Regions from separate parts of the Urocitellus parryii genome. Here region 1 is linked to region 2. Evidence: chromatin contacts called from public Hi-C data. All regions are on one chromosome and are shown on one strand. Each heading gives the region's core, a stretch centred on a gene start, on an enhancer-like site or on the middle of the called end of the contact. The rest is flanking DNA. Distances are from core to core; before and after follow the strand shown. Region 1 holds the start of Gpcpd1 (glycerophosphocholine phosphodiesterase 1). Region 2 holds the start of Shld1 (shieldin complex subunit 1).

Region 1 (6,120 bases), core at 2,890-5,389, 130 kb after region 2:
TTTTGGTAACAGGGATTGAACTCAGGAGCACTCGACCACTGAGCCACATCCCCAGTCCTATTTTGTATTTTATTTAGAGGCAGGGTCTCACTGAGTTGCTTAGTGCCCCAGCTGTTGCTGAGGCTGGCTTTGAACTGTGATCCTCCTGTCTCAGCCTCCCCAGCCACCGGGATTACAGGTGTGCCCCACTGCACCCAGCTCTGCTTCAGTTTTGTGGCAAGACTCTGCCCTAGAACAATTCCTTCATGGAAGGGAGGTTTAGTGAAGCCTGGAAGGGACCTCAGCATTATGGAGGAGCAGGCACTGTGCTAGGTGGCTGCTGGGTGCCTTTTCAACCTTCATCTGAAAAATCCTGTGGTGCCTGAATTTACAGTTAACTGGAGAGGAAATGAATCAAGGATGACAATTGATCTTGCCATTTGAATCTTTCTTGCTTCAAAGATTTTAAACCTATAATGGGCCGGGTTCAGTGGCCCAGGCCTGTAATCCTCAGAACTTGGAAGCCTGAGGCAGAAGGATACCAAGTTCAAGGCTAGTCTCAGCAATTTAGTGAGGCCCTAAGCAACTTAGTGAGACCCTCTCTCAAAACAAAAAAATAAAAAGGACACAGGGGATGTGGCTCAAAGGCACCCCTTAAGTATCAAAGTACAATAAAATGAACCTAAAGTGAATTTGAGAACTCTGAAAGCAACATAGGAAAAAGCTGTAGCCAGTTTGAAATTGGTTTTATGGTTCAGGTTTTTATTTTTATTTTTGGTATTGGGGAGCAAACCTAGAGGTGCTTTACCACTGAGCTACATCCCCAGCCTTTTTATTTTATTTTGAGACAGGTCTTGATAAATTGCCCAGACTGACCTTGAACTTGTGATCCTTCTGCCTCAGCCTTTCAATTTTCTGGGAATTCAGGCATATGCCACCACACCTGACTTGAAGGCTTACCTTTAAGTCACTTGAATTGCTTTGGAAACCAGAAGTTACTTCGATTTCCTCTGTGTGGGAGTGATCTTTATATGAAAGAACAATCAATAGTTAGCACTAGCATTTTATCACGTTCATGAAGCATAAGCAGTGCATATTATAAGTTGGGGAATTATCTGTGATGGCAAACAGGAAATAAATCCCTGAATTCCACGGAAAGGCTTTTTGAGGTACAGGGCTACCAATGAGTTGCACAAAACACAAAAGTGATAGCATTTGAGTCTGATAGTGGAGCAACTGGAATACTGGAGGAATACTCACAATATTTCATAGATTGGGCAAGAGGTAAGTATCAGCAGTGAGTGTTTTATCTAGTCATGATGAATGTTTCTGGGAGAAGAATCAGAACAACAAAACTGATAATAGCTAAAATTGCCAAGATAAAAATGTGCTGTTATGTAAACATTATTGAAAGAATCAATACTTTGTGAAAAAAAATACATGTTTGCAAAATTAAACTCAGTAAAATAATGGCCACAAAAAGAAACTCACAGTGGAAGAAGCTATAGTTGATGGTTTGTTTAAAAAAATAATGGTATGAACATAAAAGTAATTTTATGTGGTAAAATACACATGAAAGGGGGCTGGGGATGTGGCTCAAGTGGTAGTGTGCTCGCCTGGCATGCGTGCAGCCGGGGTTCGATCCTCAGCACCACATACAAAGATGTTGTGTCCACCGAGAACAAAAAAAATAAATATTAAAAAATTCTCTCTCTCTCCTCTCTTCTCTCTTTTCTCTTTTCTCTCTCTCTAAAAAAAATACACATGAAAGGTAAAATGCATATGAAAATATTGAACCTAATAAAAGTAATTTCAGAAAATAAAATGGAACATATCTAGAAGACATAGAAGACACAACAATTTATTCTAGATAACCTAATTAAGAAATTAAATGGGCTCACCAGATTTTTCTGTCAAAATTTATCAATGGCAGTAAAATTTACCAAAGATTTTATTTAAAATGTCACAGACAAAATGACCTAGTAGTAAAAAATAAAATAAAATAAAATGTCAGAGACAGGTAAAATAGAAGACAAGATAGGGGGTCTGGCTCCTAATCTTGCAGTTCTAATTTCAGCTGCAGCTCTTTTTGAAACAGTGAGGTAAGACTTAAATTAATCTCATCAACCATGTGTCTAGAAAATTACAATATTCCACAGAAGTGGCAAGAGAAAGGAATATGTTATTTATGTTCTACTTCAATATCTCAATCATAACCAAATAAACAGCATAATCTAAAATATGTTCTATAACAGTTTGTAAGCAAGACTGCAAAATAGCATCTCCAGGAATCCCTTTTTTCCCTGTGTAGGTCCACATTCTATGTTAATCATCTAATGCTATTGGCTTGTTTCATATCTTTTAGAAATTCCTTAATTTTTGGCCCAGTCAGGGGATTTTTGTTGTTGTAGTTGTTGCAGGATTGGGGGTTGAATCCAGGACCTTGCATAAGCTAGGCAAGTGCTCTACCGCTGAGCCACATCCCAGCCCTTAGGATATTTTTCAAAATGTGTATACAGTTGTCCCTCCATATCCATAGGGGATTGTTTCCAGGACTTCCTGGGATAATAAAATGATTAAGTAAGTCCCTTATATAAATTTAACTGTTTTAGTCTAATTTCTGCACATCTTCTACATCTTTTATATTTAAATCATCTCTAAGTTACTTATAGATGATGTACTCAATACAAGGCAAATTTTGTATACTCTGTTACTTAGGAAATAATGAAAAGAAAAAGAACTCTTTAAATGTTTAGTACAGATGCAACTTTTTTTTCCTGAATATTTTTGATCTGTGAGTAGTTGAATATGCATATATGTAGGGCCAACTGTAATTGTTATTTCAAGAGGATTTAAGGAAGGAATATGGTTTAGGTCTATCATTGAACTATAAACAATTAGGCAAATAATAGCTTGACTAAAAAAATAACTTGACCAAATGGTGAGCACAGGAAAATAAAGATCTATAAACACTTAAAGGAAGCAAATATATGAAAAAATTCATCACTTAAATGACTAACAGCAGAGGAATGAAATTGATTCCAAGTTATCTAAGGACAGTGAAAGCAGCAGACTTTAATAAAGGTATATAATAGGAGGGAAGTTTAATTCTTCAAGAAATTTGGGATTAAAATGAGTGCAATAAAAAATGAAAAAACATTGTATCTTGTGCCCAGCAAAAAGCAAGCACCCATTAATTATTTAATAACTGAATGACTTTGTCAGAAATGTCCTGGGATCTAATCCAAGTTCAAATATCAAATGTGGCCATAAACAATCTGATTTATAAGACTAGAAGCTGTGTCTATAGCAAGCAAGAGTTTTTGTGTTTTTTTTTTAAGCCAAATACCTTCTTAGAAGGCCCATTTGAATCAACTTGTAACTACAACTATCTTTTACTGAAGATAACATCTCCCAAAAATGTGGTTCTTAATTTTCAGTATTTCACTAAATTTAAATGTTAACATAATTTTACTTGAAGTTAAGCAAAGGTTAACCCTGACGCTGGTAGCAGTTTGATTAATACTGATTAATTTTTTGAGGACCATCAAAGGAGAGGGAAATTTTTTTTTTTTTTAAATAGGGTTTATTTTTAGAGACTACAATTTCCTCAGAAAGGGTCTACTTTTAGAAAAGTTCCTTCATACTTTCCTTGGCATACAAACAGCCCCGGGGTGTTGTTGAATGCAGATTCGGTTAGGCAGGTCTGGGATTAGGTGAGTGCTGTCTCTTGATGCTACGGGCCTGTAGACTATATTTTGAATGGCAAAGGATCAACTCTGAACCATTTTAGGTTTCCTGATCTTTATCTTCAACTTTAATGATTTGATCCCAAAGTGACTGCTTTGTAACTGAATGAAAGTTTCTAAGAAACATCAAGCCTTCTTATCTCCCTCACTTTCAAACGTGGAAGAATTGCCGCTTCAGCCTCGGCCCTTAGTCCTTGATGAACGCGGCCTGAGCTTGCGGAACCTCTGCAAGCGCGTTTACCAGCCCAGATAGTAGTAAACCAGCCGCGGGGAACCCGGGGATACCCGTCCACCTTCGGCCGCCGTCGCTGGCCCTTTCCAGGAAAGCGCGGGCCCGCCCCCGGCGCGCGGCCTCCGATTGGACGGGACAGCGCCGGGCGTGACGTCAGGCCCCGCCTCGCCGCCCTCCGGCCCCGCCCCATGGGGTGGCCTGGCCGTTTGGTCTGGAGCAGCTGAAACCGGTTTGAGCGGAGGCGCTCCCTACCGCTCAGCGCTGCCGCGGATCGCCTGGAGGAGCGCTGGCGAGGTGTGGACGGCGGGCGCCCGGCACCTCAGCCTGCGGCCCTCGCTCTCCGGCGCGGCGGTGCCGCGGACCGCTGACCCGGGGACACGGCAGGTAAGGCTGGCGGGCTGGGCGCCGAGTGCGGGCCGCGGCGGCTGCTCACGTGGCAGGCGAGTTGTCAGGGCAGTCCCAGCCCCGGGACGCGGCCGGGCTGGGGGCGCCCTGCCGAGGGGCTGGCTGGGTCCCGCGGCTGCGGCCGGGGCGCCTCGTCGGGAGCCTCGGCGGCCTTGACGTTCGCTGCGGTAAGTCGGTGGGTGGGAGTATTACCCGCTTTTGTTCGCGACCACGGTTCCCCGGGACTGTCCAGTGCTTGGTTCCCTTTTGAAACATGTGGCTAGAATTTATAGAGTGTAGGACCACCAAGAATATACACAGTACTAAGTTAAGGAACAAAGAAACACACAAAATGCAACAGAAGTCCCCTGAATACCCCTTTCCCACAGCAGTCCCTTTGCCCACTACCACTGTGTCCCTAAGTAACTCCCGTGTCTTGACAACTGTTTTTCCCTCCCAATTGCCTAAAAATAGTGACCACAAAAGAAAACTCCCCAAAGTAGCAGAGTGAGCATTTGATATGGACCAGAAGTCTTGGGCTTGCTTTTAAGTCAAGTTCTTCCTAGGAACCACAGTGCCTTTCTTTACTAGGAATATTCCTATTCCAGGAATAGTCATCAGTGCCCTCGATAAAATTTTGAGGCTGCTGTCCTCCTCCACCTCTCTTAAGCTTTGCTTATTCCATATCTCCCCAAACCTGACTTTTCGGAAAAAGCCTCATGAGTTAGGCGCTTCTTCTGGCCCCTTCCTCCCTCACGCACTGCCTAGTTGCAAAGGAAATCTGGCAGGAATTGTAGATACTTCTTTCACCTTGAGGCAGCTGTTGAGTCTGTAGTACCAGCAAAGAGGAACTGATCAAACCAAGCAAAAGCAGGATGTTTGGATCTGAGGGTGTTTTCACACTCCTTTCTGTCACCCTCCCGGTTTCTGCCATGCTCCTATCAACTTACTCTACCTCTTAATGCTGCTGCTTCTATTTGCTACATTTCTAACAGTTATTACATAACTAAGAAAAAAATACAAGCCATCAGTCTTTTTCCTATTTTTAGTGTTCTAGATACAAATAGCACAAAAATCAACCGAGGTAAGACTGCATAAAGCCCAGTCCATTGCTGGTTTAAGATCTAGACAGTGTTATACAAAATTTAAATCTGCAAAGTAAGACAGGAAAACTGGGCTCAAAGAATTGATGACCACAAAAGCAAACTCATAGTGAATAAAAATTTGGTATGTAAAAAAAGTAGGTTGATGAATCAAATTCTGTGTATAACTCAAACATTAAAGTATATGAAGTACATATGCAATATACATGTATATGAAAGTATATGAAATATATACATCAGAAAATGAAATGGAAAACATTTGGAAAAAATGTTACTGCATTGTTTAGAAAGTTAATGTAGCTTAATGAAATCTACTTCAGAAATACTTTCTAAATAAAAATCTATTAATATGTACATTGTGTTGGATTAAAACATTGAGTTAAAGTATGTAGAGGTCAGAAAAGTGGGATCATGATGATCCTCCACCAAAAATAACAGATTAATTGTAGGGATTTCATATGTTCCTTTACTATAGCTAGTTAAGAGGATCACAGCTGCTGGAGTCTAGAGAAGAGCAAGGCTAATTGGAAATAACTTTTTTCTTGAAGAATTTGGAAAGAAAACAGATTCTTTTTGGCCAGACATACACTCTTTAGCAAAAAATATCTGAGTTCAGTTTACCTCTAAACTAAATGTTCCTGTACCTTGGTTTGTTTAAATCTTTTGTTTCCCA
Region 2 (6,494 bases), core at 1,888-4,387:
GAAGCTGAGGCAGGAGAATGCCAAGTTCAAAGTCTTTCTCTTGGTTGTTCTCCCACCTTGTTGCCTGTTCCTATTCTCCAAAGCTCTCTCCTTTCCTTTCCTCCTCGGGGACAGTAATGACCATGAGAAAATCTCTCTCTAGCCCAATCCTCCTTGCATGTTGGGCCCCCTCTCCTTCCCTGCTTCAGGCATAATGGCTTTCCCTCAGGTTCTCCCATATGTCCTGCTTCTTCCCCCTACACTTGCCCTCCTTCCATCAGGAGTGCATCTTCCTCTCCTGTATTATGCTTCTAAAAACTGGAAGAGAGACAGGAATAGTGCCACAGGACTGTAATTCCAGCAACTTGGGAGCCTAGGCAGCAGGATCATAAATTCAAGGGCCAGCCTAGGCAACTTAGGGAGACCCTGTTTCAAGAAAAAGATTAGGGATGGGGATATAGTGCCCCTGGGTTCAATTCCAAGTACTGAATGAATAAATAAATAAATAAGACCAAAAGGGGGAATATTTTCTCTTTCCCTCCCCCACAATATTGGGGTTTGAACCCCAGGTCCTTTACCACTGAGAGACACCCAGCCTTTTTCATTTTTTGAGTCAGAGTTTTGCTGAGTTGCCCAGACTGGCCTGGAAATGGAGATTCTCCTACCTCATCATCCCAAGTAGCTGGGATTACAATGATATACTCAAGGGCTCTATGCATCCAGAATTATACTGACAAAAAAGTGGGGAAAAAAAGACATCATAAGAAAACTACCAATGAGAATTCATACCCCATTTGAATCAAATGTATGATATGTCAAGATCATTGTATTGTCTCAAGCAACTAATAAAAAATAAAAATTAAAAAAAAGAAAACTACCAACTGATATTATGAACAACAGCACAAAAATCCTCCATAGAATACTAGCAAACCAAATCTAGCAAAATATAAAAAGGATTACACTCCGGGGGCTGGGGGTATAATTCAGTGGTTGAGTTGTACTTAGCAAACACAAGGCCCTGGGTTTAATAATCACCACCTCAAAAGAAAAGAAAAATAGAAAGGATTATTTATTTATTTATTCCACAACTAAGTGGAATCCTAGAAACTCAAAATTGTTTTCATATCTGAAAATCAATGTAATACACTATATTAGAAGAATAAGGTATAAAACCAACACACACACACACTCACACACAAACTTTCAACAAAGTCAAACACCCTTTTCTTATCAAAGCCCTCAGCAAACTAGGCATAGAAGGGAACCCTCTCAGCCTTATAAATGATGTTCTTGAAAACACATAGCTAACATTCTACTTTATGGAAAAAGACTAAATTATGTTCTAAGAGCAAGAACAAGATAAGGGTGTCTGCTCTCATCATTTCTATTCAACACTGTACTAGAAGCTTAAACCTGGACAATCAAACAAAAAAATAAAACATGAGGCATTCAGATTGCAAAGTGAGCAGCAAAACTCTTATCCATAAAAGACATAATCTTACGTATAGAAAACCCTAAGGAATCTGCTTTTTTAAAAAACTAGAATTAAATAAAATTACAGGATACAAAATCAACATAGAAAAATCATTTGCATATATATACATTAGCAATAAACATCTGAAAATGAAACTAAGCACATTTCACTTATAATAGTATAAAAAGAAAAAAGAAAAACATTAAATTAGTATAAAAAGAAAAAATAGAAACATATTAAATAAGTGTAAGGCACATACATTAAAACCTATATTTTAAATGTTGAAAGAAATTAAGTAGCTGAAGGAAGGGAAAGACATACCATGTTCATGGACCAGAACACTTAATATTTTAAGATCAGAAGACTTAATATTTTAATATTACCCAACTGACCTAAAAGTCAGCACAACTTCTATCAATATTCCAGCTGGCTATTTTGCAAACATTGACAAAATTGTTCCAAAATTCATATGAAAATGCAAGGAATTCAGAATAGTCAAAACAATGTTGAAAAGGAAAAACAAAGTTGGAAGACTCATATTTTCTGATTTCAAAACTTACTAAAAATACATATTAGTGAAGGGTGTGTAATACTAGCAGAAGGACAGACATACAGATCAATGGAACAGAACTGCAAGTTCAAGAGTAAAATCATACATTTATGGGCAATAGATGACGCAATGTGAAAAACAGGTTAGCAGTTCCTCAAGAGGTTAAACATAGATTTACACTTTGATCTGGCGAATGCCTAGGTATGTGCTCCAGAGAAAAGCATATATCCACAGTAGAACTTTTCACAAATGTTAACAGCAACTTCATTATGGCCCCAAAATGTTACCCAGACATCCATCAAATGATTAACAGAAAAAATGATATATGCATACAATGGAATATTGTTGAGCAATAAAGAAATTTAGTTTTGATACAAGCTACACAGACAAGCTTTGAAAACATACGTACTCACATATATGATTCCACTTATATTAATTAGAAAATTATAAAGTACACCAGTAATTGCCTAGCTCTGGGGGATTAATGGTAAATGAAGAATGATGCTACTGGGTGCAGAAATGCACTATAGTCCTGCGGATACAGAGTTTTCCTTTGGAGTGATGAAACTATTTTAAAAGTAATAATGGCTGCCCAGGGCTGTGAACGCACAAAACCCAATGAATCTGGGGCTGGGGTTGGGGCTCCATGGTAGAGCTCCTGCCTTGCATATGTAAGGCACTGGTTTCGATCCTCAGCACCACATAAAAATAAATAAACAAAACCCAATGAATCTTACACTTTAAATAGGCAAATTTTACAGTACGTGAAATTTCTTAAGAAAACCATTTTTTGTAAAAAAATCAGAAGAACCGAAAATCATCCATCCCCCGCTGCCTGTACGTTTCCGGAACTCCCAAAGCCCAGGCAGCCACAGAGCGCCTAGGGTTGAGGCAGAGGAGCGAGGGGGCGGGGAAGAAATGGTAATAGCCTACGGAAATCGTCACAGCTTTCCAATTGTGAAATTGGAATGATCCAACGCGTGGCTGTGGCTTCTGGGGTCTCTTTCCTGCGCCCTTCCCAAAGCGCAAAGTTGATGAAGAAAAGTGGAGCAAAAGAAATCAGCGGGGGCCCCAGTTGCACTCACCGCCCCTCCACAGCCAGAGCCCGGATCCGGAAGTGGCGGCACCATCTTTGTTACGGGAAAACCGAGGCGTGAAAGGAGGTTACTGGAACCATCCTTGCTATGGGCAGGAGAGGACAATAGAAGGGAGCCCGGCCATCTTAACTGAGGGCATTTTCCGAGGTAAGCACTTCACAGCACTTTGGTGATCTGGAGAGGACGCTTATTTTTAAGTATGCTTGGTAGATTCCCGGGGAACAGAAAAAATATTTAAAGTCTTTAAAAAGTTAAATTCCTCAGCTCCAGAGGCAGAGATAGGAGGATCCGCAGCCTCAGCAACAGCAATGCGCTAAGCAACTCAGTGAAAGCCTCTCTCTAAAATAAAATACAGAATAAGGCTGGGGATGTGCCTCAGTGGTTGAGTGCCCCTGAGTTCAATCCCTGGTACCCACGCACCGCTCCCCCCAACAAAAAAAAAAAAAAAAAAAAAAGAGTTAAATTCTTACTATTAAAAAAAATTTTTAACTAGAAGTTAAATAAAGAGCATGAAAATATTTTAATACATTGATTCATTCAGACAGCTGGACACAACTACCAGAATTGTAGGACCATATCAAAAGAGAGAAAAGGGACTGTAAAAGACAAAATGACAACAAAGTCTAATCAGTGTTCTGAAGAGCTAAGCAGAGGAGGTTGGCTTTACAAACAGAAAAGGACTGAAGAAAGCAGAAAGAGAACAAAAAACGAATTGTCGGCTTCAGAGTTACTTTTATCTTTGGGCTAAAACAAGACAGACCGGTGAGGTGGTGGCAGGAGAGGCTGAAGCAGGAACATCAAAAGTTCAAAGCCAGCTTCAGCAACTAGGGAGGCCCTAAGCAACTTAGTGAGACCATGTCTCAATAAATAAATAAATAATTTTATATATCTATATGAGCTGGGGCTAGAGCTCAGTGACAACGCGTTCCTGGGTTCAATCCCCAGTACCAAAACAAAACAGAAGACTTCCTTATTACCCTGACAGTCTGACTAGAACTTCCAGTTTAGGGAAAATTGACTTCCAAGTTTTCAAGTTGGTTTATGTGGCACTTAGCACAGGTGATACCATTCTGATTTAGTTTGGCCTCCTGGGGCCCACTACAGAGTCCAATCCAAATTAAAGGCCTTACATAAACTTTAACAAGAGTGACAGCAATTTTTCTATTTTAGTATCTTCTTGAGCTAATCCTAAATACTCATAGCCTCGCGAAGTTGTCTACAACTGGGATAAGACCCCACAAATTAGAAGTCCTGAATTTAAGATGAATATTTTTAAACAACCCTGGCTGAGGTTTGGCTAACCACATGCCAGCTGCCATGAAGATACACAGGAGATATTCCCATCACTATCTCCCAACCCCATACCTATACAATGACTGGGTTTTGGGGATTTTGTTGTTGTTTTCTCGTTAAGTACTCCATGTTTGCCCTCTCTTATCGCTGAGTTTTTCTCTCATACAAGTTTCCTCCCTTAGAAACATTCCTCTCTTCTTTGCTCTTTTTCATACATCTCAATTTTAGAGAATTCTACCTCCTGGAACCTTCTCTGATTTGTCAAACAGGAGTTAGTTGTCCATGTTCCTCTGTTTATCCTGATTATTCTATATTCCTTTGCCCTTTCCACTTTCCCTGCCAAACTGTACCTGTCTCAGGGGCAAAGATCAGTCTATCTTGTACTCCAAACCCCAGCTCAATGACTCACATATAACTGCTTAGAAATTGCAGTTTCGTGGATGAATGAATAGATCTCACCCAGGCATTTTCCATACACACCCTACTCAACCATTACACCTTCCCAGAACTCTCAAAGACATGATTTGTTCATAACCTTCTTAACAGTGAAACAAACCTTGAAGCCTTTTTGCCATGTCACCTGTACTGGAGGGAAAAAACTGTGTCTAACTGAACTCTCGGGTATTCTCTGGTGGTTTTTCCATAATGGGGCTTGTCTTTCCAGTGAGCTTCTGGGAGCATGTTTCTTAGTCTAGAGTGACTTTCCTTGCCATATAGCACATCTCTGACCATCCTCTCTCATTAATTTCAGTACACAAAAAATGAAAACTAATTGAAGTAATTATGGAAACAAAATTTTAACTCTGCACAGAGAGAGCAAAATCGAGTTTGTTGCATTCCAAATGTAAATTATAAATCATTTTGGATTCCCTGCTCTTTTGTCATTGATTATATAAAGGTTGTAAAAGTGAGTTATGTCACAATTTTATGAAGCTCTTTATATTTCACGGTTGATTTTCTGCCATCAGCTAAGCCAGCTACTTCAAACAAATCTCTTTTCAGCAGAAAGAAGTCATTTTAGTTGAAAAACCAAAATAGCTTTTTCAAAATAGGGTAAGGTTATTTGCAATTATCTTGTCACTCTTTGTCATGATGAACCTCGATCTATCTAATTGCTCTTTTACTTGAGAACTTGACTTTAAGAAATGAGAAAGGAAATAGCAAAAGTTTGAGGGTTAGGGACTTGGATTGTGGCTCAGCAGTAGAGCGCTCCCCTAGCATGTGTGAGGCCCTGGGTTCGATCCTCAGCACCACATAAAAATAAAAAGATAAAATAAATGTATTGTGTCCAACTACAACTAAAAAACAAATACTTTTAAAAAAGTTCAAGGGTTAAAAAATTAATAAGCTTCAAGATATTTTATTGCTTGTTCAATCATGCAATACTCTAATGTCATAATTAATAAACTGACAATCAAAGAAAAATATGGATGGGTGCAGTGGCACAGGCCTGAAATCGCAGCTACTGGGGACGTGGAGGGAAAAGGATTGCAAGTTTGAGGCCAGTCTCTCATCAACTTAACTTTGAGACCCAGTCCCAAATTAAAAAATAGAAAACGAAGAACCAGGGAAATAACTCAGTGATAGAATGCCCTTGAGTTCAATCCATAGTACCAAAAAAAAAAAAAAAAGAAAGAAAGAAAAGAAAAGAAAGAAAGGCTGAGGCAGTGGGCAGGAAAGGAAAGAACAGGCTAGCTGTCAGCTAGACTGTGAGCCTCCCCAGCTAGACTTGAAGGTCTACAAGGAAGTGTGGGTTTTATTTCCCAAGAAATTCCCAGCACTTGGATAATGTTTCAGTCAATATCTTCTTGTATATTTACAAAGAACAAAAAGCTTGGACAGTAAAAACTAAAATCAATACTAACACAATGCTAGGCAAATAGTAAAGACTTTTAAAATCCTACTTGATGGACATTCCATAGTACTAGGAAGAAGACTTTCCTGGCAGCTCAAGTATTCAAGCATTTAATAAAGAGCACAACATTTCACGATATTAGGGGCAGATATGTCTGATCCAACCCATAGCCACCCTCAACTGTCTACACTCAACAGCAAAGCAGCAAGTGCCCTGAATGTGGAGTCAGGAGTGGACTCAATATGG

Evidence for each region. Hi-C and Micro-C count contacts between places; a contact is called where the count stands out from the background.
Region 1: a Hi-C map of liver shows a contact between it and region 2, with 3 times the contacts expected there. The contact joins the promoter of Gpcpd1 here to the promoter of Shld1 in region 2. A contact is called at or near these places in 2 of 2 Hi-C or Micro-C datasets (liver and muscle).

Annotation. Positions count from the first base shown.
Region 1 is chr6:168,914,104-168,920,223 of mUroPar1.hap1, forward strand. Gpcpd1 (glycerophosphocholine phosphodiesterase 1) reads left to right here and starts at 4,140. Exons shown (of 20, transcript XM_026385858.2): 1 at 4,140-4,344.
Region 2 is chr6:168,785,598-168,792,091 of mUroPar1.hap1, forward strand. It overlaps Shld1 (shieldin complex subunit 1), which reads right to left and starts at 3,138. Exons shown (of 3, transcript XM_077799758.1): 1 at 3,089-3,138.